Linked DNA regions of Mus musculus: region 2 is linked to region 1. Evidence: chromatin contacts called from public Hi-C data. All regions are on one chromosome and are shown on one strand. Each heading gives the region's core, a stretch centred on a gene start, on an enhancer-like site or on the middle of the called end of the contact. The rest is flanking DNA. Distances are from core to core; before and after follow the strand shown.

Region 1 (4,249 bases), core at 1,310-3,809:
CTGAACCAGCATGCTTGGTAACAGATCGCAGTGTCCTGAGGCTGAAACAAGGCTCACTTGAGCAAAGTCCAGGTGCTGGCCAAGCTATTCTGTTCTGAGTCACCAGGAGAAACCTCTGCCCTCATGCTAGAAGCCTTTCCTCAGCTAAACCTGTTCTCAGCTTCCTTAGTGACTGACGCTACCTTAAATTCAGGTGCTCACATGAAAAGGCATGGATGACCCCACGTGTGTGTTTGATTCCTACACGTGGCTGTGTGCTTTTCCTGGAAGCTCCCTTCTGTTAATCCTTCCTTGTGCTGCCCATGGTTCTTGGATGTTGCTGTCTCCCACCTCCCGCCTTTGCCTGGTTCTCAGCCTTGCAATCTACACTGTAGGAAAGGCTTTAGAATATGAACCAGGAGGTTGGGACACTTGTGGGTGCTGGTAGATAATTCTTTGACAGTGTGCCAATTTTCTCATAGCCTGCTGAAACTTTCAGTGGGGCTGAAACTTCCAAGTAAAGTGGGGACTGGCGAGTCAGCCTAGTCAGTGAAGGGTGTGCTGTGCATGTTCCAGCATCCGAGTTTGCTTTCCCAGCAGCCACGTGTAAAGTCAGACATGGTAGTGCATATGTGTGCACTTAATGAACATGGCCAGGCCACACGAGATAGCTACATATTAGGTAGGATTGCTTGGTCATTGTGACTAGGTTAATTCTATAGGTTTCTCCATTGAGACATGAATATTTTGGCTATGCGTGATGTTGGCGTTCTTGGTGATCTAGATGGTTTCAGATAAGCTCCAGGTTTTTAGTGCTTGCTCCAAGTTTTGCAAGGTTAAGTGAAAATAACAGTGGCATTATGAATATGGCCTAGACATACATCCAAAATATTTAGAAGTAGCTGTGTGTGGACCAGACTAGATGGCAGCTCAGTAGGGAAATAAGCAGGTTTCTATCTAGCAGAGTAATTGTGTATCTGACACCACATTAATAACTTACATTTATCATGGCCTCAGGTATTTACAAACTACAACTTTGCATACAAACCTATTTTGATCACCCAGTTTTGCAGTAAGTAGACTTATGTCCTAGAACCTTCTAGTCACTAAGAATTGAATTACAAATAGTTTGAGCTCATTAGAGACCTGTTTACCAGATTGCTGCTTAATTCTCAAAATTTGAGTCTCTGGGTATATGTACATCTCTGGCAGGACTTTCCTGAGATGAAAGAACTAGAGCAATTGATTCACTAGAGAAACTTGTAGTTCAGACAAACTTGTAGCTCAGCAGAGATGGTCCATGTGAGTACAGATACAGTGGCTCACCCCCTAGACTGTGAACCTGGAGTAATTCAGAGAAACCAGGCTGAGAAAAATCATCACTGAATCTCAACTTTAGAAAGCAAAGAAATTGTCGCGATCCTTTCTTACAGATAAGGAAAATGAAGTTCACAAAGGCCAGTAGTGTGTCCTAGGTTACATGCTCAATTATTCACAGAACTAAGGCCAGTAGTGTGTCCTAGGTTACATACTCAATTATTCACAGAACTAAGTTAAAAAAATTCTTTTCAGGCCTGAAGAGGGAACTGAGCAGTTGAGAGTGCTTGCGCTTCTTAACACTTAAGTATGGTTCCCAGCTCCTGACTAACTCTTGGTCCAGAGTGGCCTGGCCTGGCCTTTGCACATACCTGAACACATGTGCTATGCACACATATGTGTGTAGACACAAAAATGAAAATACTATATTTTCTAAATGAAAGAAGCTGGACCTTTTATTGAATGTAGCATCTGCCTGTAATCCCAGCAATGGGGATCTGGGGTCTGGGGCAGGAGATTCAACACAGCAACCTCTTGTCCAACCGTGATTACAAAGCAAACTGTCTTAAAAACAAAACGAAAGGGCTGGAGAGATGCTCAGCGGTAAGAGCACTGACTGCTCTTCCAGAAATCCTACGTTCAATTCTCAGCAACCACATGGTGGCTCACAACCATCTGTAATGGCGATCTAATGCCCTCTTTTGGTGTGTCTGAAGACAGCTACAGTGTACTCATATACATAAAATAAATCTTAAAAAAAAAAAAAACAAAAATAAGAAACCGAGTCTTCCTAAGCTTATGTCCTAGCTGCTCTTTCACTGAGTCCAGACTAGAAATTACAGCGCGTTCTAGCTCCTAGACTACCTTGGCTGTCCCCTGAGGGCTCTGGAACACTACCCACAATTCGGGTCCAAGACTACATTGCTCCGCTCATGCAAGAAAGAATCCAGTCCTGCCACTCACATGATCCTACAGCTAAAGTTCCTAAGTCTGATTCTGTCTAGTTCAATTGGCCATGTAAGCATTTAAAAATGGTCTGGGAGACTTCTGGAGCTGGGGAATGCTCAAGTCACAGGCCTGACCTGGAAAGACAGGGAACAGGTAGGGTGATGACCTGGCTGGGCTCCAAGCCCAGGAGCTGGAGAAAAGTTTAAGTGGTACAGGACCGAAGAGGCGTGGCTTTGGTAGGGCGTTGCAAAAGGGGCGTGGCTCTGGGCGGGGACTTGACAGGAAGGAGGAAGGCCAGGCCCGTGTGGCGACCTGGAGCAAGGGTTGGCTTTCAGCGGTGGCCACAATGGCTGCTCACTGCCGGGGCACAGAGCTCGGTAAGGGCCAGCGGGTTGCGCTCCCCTTCGCCAGGTTGGGGGTGGGGGTGCCCAGGGCGATCCCCGGAGGGCGGAGACCTGAACTGAGGCAGAACTCGGGGACAGCCCTGTCGCCAGGCTCTATGCAGTCTTAACCCTTTAAGCGGAAGCAAGGAAGGGTTAATTAGATCTTTGCACTATGTAGCTCTGTGGTCGCAGTAAACCAACCCGAGTGAAAAGCCTGCCGGGTACTTGTGTGCCATTCATTTACTGCCGGACTCACGTAGCCATTCCCAAAGTTGGCTGTGCTGGTGGTCATCGCCGTCTGCTAAAAATGATTTTAAATGCTTAGACAAAATGTTCTTTTTAAAACTATTTTTCACCTTATTGATACTAGTTCAGATATTTCTGGGAAAAAAAATTAAAAGTCTGTAATTCAAACGTAGCAAAAACGTGACTGAGCCAAATGTCAATGACTTAACTTTGCATAATAGATTGTTTGCTTTGTATCCTGGACCCTCTTAGGTGTGTGATTTTGGGTAAATTACTCACTCTGTGCTTATATACCGGCATCTGTAAAGTAGTTATTTATTAGGAAGCTACTTCTGTCTGAAGGTGGTTTGGATAGTGTGAGGAGGGGATACTTGGAGCCGCTGGTATATTTCTCTGCACTTAGTGTTGAATAAGCAACGATAATGAGCGCACTAAGTTCTTTTCATAGGGACTGATTTTGAGTGGCTGTGAGTGATACACAGGGTTACTCTTTTCAGAAGGGACTTGCCAGTCTAGACTTTAGAAGTGTTTAGAATTGCATGCTTGACAGGTAGTCTCTGTACCAGGTTAATGGCACTTTAGTCCCTCTCTCCAACAGAGCCTTACACTTTATCCCTGCAGTGTAAACTTTAGCAGTGACCCTGGAAGATGGACTAAGGGCTGAAGATGAAGCTAGTCTGCATCTTTGTACAAGGTCGAGGATGTAACATAATTCCCCCCCCCCCCCAACAGCTCTTTTAAAGTTTCAAATTTTCCTTTCAGGAGATGCAATTAAGCCAATTTTACTCCCCCCCCCCCCCCCCGCCCCCAGCCCCTAGGTTTCTCTGTGTAGCTCTACACTGTCCTGGAACTCACTCTATAGACCAGGCTGGCCTGGAACTCAGAAATCCACCTGCCTCTGCCTCCCAAGTGCTGGGATTAAAGGCGTACGCCACCACTGTCCGGCCATTTTTACTTTCTTAAAGTGTAAGTCCTGGGCTGGGTGCTATTGCACACACCTGTAACCCCAGCATCAGTTGTGTGTCAGGTTAGCCTGGACTATATAGAAAGAGCTTTCTTAAAAAGCCATCAAAACACTACCTTTCCCGTGTTGCAAAGTAACAGTGTAGACATTAACAGCTGCTATTTAGAGTAATAGTTAATGTGCACTCACACCTCCATGTATAGATTATATTTTCCTTACTGTTCTTGTTATAATCACATAGATTGCAAGAGTTTTTGTGTGCTGTGGTATTAATCCTTAGGCGTGACACAGCTGTAATCTAATCTGCTAAAGTAAATCACGTGAATTATATATGTACTATGAAAAAAATTGTTCTGTATTAATTTCAACATTGCTTTAATTGATGAGTTTTGTGGTTTTTTGCTGATTAAAG
Region 2 (4,149 bases), core at 141-2,640, 200 kb after region 1:
GGAAAATTAAATTCTTTTTTATTTTTGAAGATTTATTTATTTATTTATTCCATACACTGTCACTGTCGTCAGACACACCACAAGATGGCATCGGATCCCATTAGAGATGGTTGTGAGCCACCATGTGGTTGCTGGGAATTGAACTCAGGACCTCTGGAAGAGCAGTCAGTGCTCTTAACTAGTGAGCCACCTCTCCAGCCCAAGCCTACATCCTTGAGGTGAATCATTTAGACTCCATCTTTTCAAAAGTTGACAAATTCATTCTGTGGGGGCACAGCCACAGAGAGGCCAGTCATGGTAGCCACCAGTAGACTCAGTTGACTGCTAGGTAGACGTGTTGGGTGGATGAGGGATGCTGCTGTATCTTGGCTGTAGAGTCAGATACATGTTAAGGCATCATACAAACGAAACTTATTTAGAGCCTACACTTCTTGTCGTATACACTATGAATGTATGCTCTTGGGAAGGAGACTGACACATCTGACCTTTGATTGGATCTTTCTTTTTCTTAAGTAATATTATTAATAAATGTCCAATAAGCTGACAAATATATAGGGGATATTTAAAATAGAAGATTGCATCAATTATAAAATAGTAGTGTCCAGAGTAATTGAACTAACGGAACTGGAGTGAATAGCCAGCCATGTGGCTCTGCTGGAGATATGAAGATAGATTGTCTAGTGTGAGAACCAGGGAGTGCTGTTTACAGACAGGGAGTTAAATTCTCACAGCACCTCAAGAGAAGACTTTTGAATTAATGGCTAATTTCAAACAAAGCATTTAATGTCACCACTTGAAATGTTTCAGTAATAATTCACACGGTTTAATTCTAAGCCACTTATGATTAAATTTCAAATATGCTAAGGTATTATTAGACATTTATGGGAGAAATCATTTTTCCCCCTGCAAATTAAATGTTCCTCTTTGACAATTATTCAAGTTATGATGGGAATTCTTGTTTCCTTTTAATTATAGCCCAAACACTTATATGGATAATGCGGCAAGACGTTCACTATTTCATTCTGGACCTTTATTACCGAAATGCAAAATATCTCAATCTCTAGCCCTCGCCCCCCCCCCTCGGTTTTCTTTTTAATCCCGTTAAAGCATCTGTCTTTGATTTCAAGTGGAGTACCTGCTGTGCGGGATGCCATGCAAATCCAATTTGTGTGTAACAAAACCAAATGGGCTGAAATGAACTCTGCATTTTAAAGATGGTTTTGTTTAATCACCGCCATCGCTCCTCTTTAATGAATGCATAATCAAGTTAAACTTCAGGCAAGAAACGCAAAGGCCTGTTTCAGGAGGGAAATGCAAACTCTTGCCTTGTCCCTCTCTGCCCATCTTTCTCATATGCCTGGCTTGGCAGGCAAGGGGGAGGAAAGATCTTCAAATGTGTGACAGGGCAAACTGTTGAGAATCAGCATAAGCAGCAACTGTAGCCCCTGTCCCAGCCCTGTCCCTGCCCCCGCCCTCATCCCCGCCCCTCCCCCGCCCCTCCCCTGTCCCCGCCCTCATTCCCGCCCCCTCCCCTGCCCCCGCCCTCATCCCCGCCCCCTCCCCTGCTTCTGGCTTTCTTCAAAAAGTATTAGTGTTTATATCAGGAGGTATGGTTTCAGGATTCTTGGCTTCTCCTTTGTGGCCCCCCACTTCCACCCTTTTCCCTTTCACAGGAGATAGGTGGTATAATTTGGCTTTGGAGGGGCGGTGCCTAGAGGGAAATACTGCAGGAGATATTTCTGTGGTACACACACCTAGCCTAGATGTTGCTAATAATTTCTTAAGAAAAAAAAAAAACACAAAACTTCACTGTTTTTGCTTTTGGAAGAAGATCTACTAAGGCCTGAAGGTGCCAGGTGACTCTTGACTTTTGTGCAGTCATAGTGCAGTTCAGATAGAACAATTAATCACGGGCAGGGGAAGAGACAAGCCAATGTCTTATAATGGTGGGCCCTTACCAGCCATCTAATTAATAATTTTCTGAACTGAAGAGCCAAGCACAGAGCGTGTGTCCACTAACATAGGGTCAGATGGTGCCTGAGTGGGAGGCGGGGCCTGTGACACTCGCCTCTGATCCTCAATCTGTTCAAAGCAACGGGAAGATACATTTGGCAAGGAGATGCAGTCCAAAAGACATCTTTATCTGATAAACTGTCTACACAAGCGTTGTTTTCAAGTTCAGTACACAGCAGTGGAATAAGCAAGATGAATGCAGATGAAATGAGACTTTCAAGCAAATATCTGAGAGCTCAGGGCAGGGTCAGAATGGTGAGACTTCTGCAAAGCTCACATCCACAGACTTGTGACACACAGGAAGTGGGACTCAAATCACTGACAGTGAGTGACTGCCCAGTTCCCAACCCCTGAGTGGAACATCTGTATCACCTCCTACAGGGCCTAAGGGACACTTCAGAAGGAGCAGAAAGACTGTAAGAGCTGATAGGTAGGGTGGAAGTCTACTCATCCTCTTGACCTAACATGGCTGTTTGAATGACGAACACAGAGCAGCTGCCGGCAGAAGACCTGCACATGTAGTAAGGATTTGAAAGACGGAGGGTGAAGAGTTGGGGAGAAGACAGGCGAGGTGGGGGGAGGAAGGAGAGGGTGGGCTCAGGGGTGAGCATGGTCATAATTTGTACATGAAGTTATTAAAATGAGGCCCATCCATGAGATGCCTCGGTGGTTGCTTGCTGCCAAGCCTAATGACCAGTTTTTTGCAAAGACACTGCCTGGCCCGGGCATGATAATGAGGCTTTGGGACTATAACCAATCAGATGTGAGACATGCAAATGAGGTATGATAATGAGGCTCTGTGAGGTACAGAGAGAGAGAGAGTAGCCAATCAGATGAGGAACATGCAAATGAGGCGTAGTGCATAACCAATCCAGGTGTGAGACACGCCTCTCCTAGGCCTATATAAGCAGCACCAGTTCTGGGCTCGGGGTCTCTTCGCCTCTGCAATCAAGCTCTCCCAATAAACGTGTGCAGAAGGATCCTGTCGCAGCCAGTGGGGAAAACGTCAAAGAAGTATGCATGCTTTCCTGGCTTGTTAGAGGGTGGTTGCCCCTTAAATAGCTGAGCAGTCAGACACATCAACACTCCTTCCCAGTGTTAGGTTCTGGGGTTAGGTCTCCTGTTCAGCTGGTCTGTAGTCACGTCTTGCCCTATTCAGATAAAGACTTGACTGTTGAGTTTAAAGCTCTTCCATATACTGATAAGAATTTATTTTTTAAGGATGTATTTATCTTTTATGTTTATGTGCAAAAGTCTATATTTATGCATGTGCATTGCACGCATGGTTGATGCCAATACAGGCCAGAAGAGGGCATTGGATCCCCTGGAGAACTGTAGTTACAGATAATTATAAGCCACAGTCTGGGTGCTAGAAACTGGAACCCAGGTCCTCTGAAAGAGCTGGGTTATCTCTCCAGGCCAAGTAATAATAATAATAATAATAATAATAATAATAATAATAATAATAATAATAGTAAACTTTGTTCTGTGAACCTTTATACATAATTCTATCCTGGACCAATTACTGTATCTCATCACTGCTGAATAACTTTCAGTGCTATTACTTCAGGGGATGTAAACACACGTGTGCTCTTTCTTCCCCGAGTTGATTCCCAAGCTGTACTGTACTCAGTAGAACCTCTTGACCCTTTTTAATTTCTTCTATACAGACACACAGTAGATTCACGTTGTTATTAGTATATTAAGCACACCTGAGACTAGAAGGCCATGCATATAAAAAGAAGGAGTTAAACAGTCTTCAATGTTTAGATTATTTTTGGAGAAAGTTAAATCACTTGGAGCAGTGGGGAAAGTCACAAGCCCAGGTCTTCAAAATAAGATTATGTGGAGAAATATACTGGTTGTTCTGGGACATTCTACGTGTAAGGACACTGGCTACCCAGGGGTCATAATTACAATATTTAGCAAAAATATCAGAAACAGAAACTCTGCGTGTGTGTGCTTGTTTACACACACATGCATGTCTGTGCTTGTTTACACAGAGACCAGAGGCCAGCATCCCCATCTTGGGGGTTTTGTTTGTTTTCTTCTTCTTCTTCTTTTTTTGTTCAGATAGGGTCTTCTCATTGGGTCTCTCATTGGCCTGGAACTTGCCAATATATTAGACTGGCTACC

Evidence for each region. Hi-C and Micro-C count contacts between places; a contact is called where the count stands out from the background.
Region 2: a contact with region 1 is called in a Hi-C map of the N1E-115 cell line, with 5 times the contacts expected there. The contact joins the enhancer-like site here to the promoter of Dera in region 1. A contact is called at or near these places in 2 of 484 Hi-C or Micro-C datasets (the N1E-115 cell line and embryonic stem cells), 1 of 115 datasets of contacts at active chromatin or transcription factors (trophoblast stem cells) and 3 of 9 other capture datasets (adipose tissue, embryonic stem cells and pancreatic islet).

The regions. Positions count from the first base shown.
Region 1 is chr6:137,752,018-137,756,266 of GRCm38.p6, forward strand. Dera (deoxyribose-phosphate aldolase (putative)) reads left to right here and starts at 2,560. Exons shown (of 9, transcript NM_172733.1): 1 at 2,560-2,621. The coding sequence starts at 2,591.
Region 2 is chr6:137,955,806-137,959,954 of GRCm38.p6, forward strand. No RefSeq gene overlaps it. Among named protein-coding and RNA genes, the nearest start is that of Gm38552, 100 kb to the left of the region's middle. Within about 2 kb of position 1,391, at least 3 of the 459 cell types and tissues checked have an H3K27ac peak or open chromatin away from gene starts, as enhancers often do. A contact at or near this core is called in the N1E-115 cell line, where this site is marked.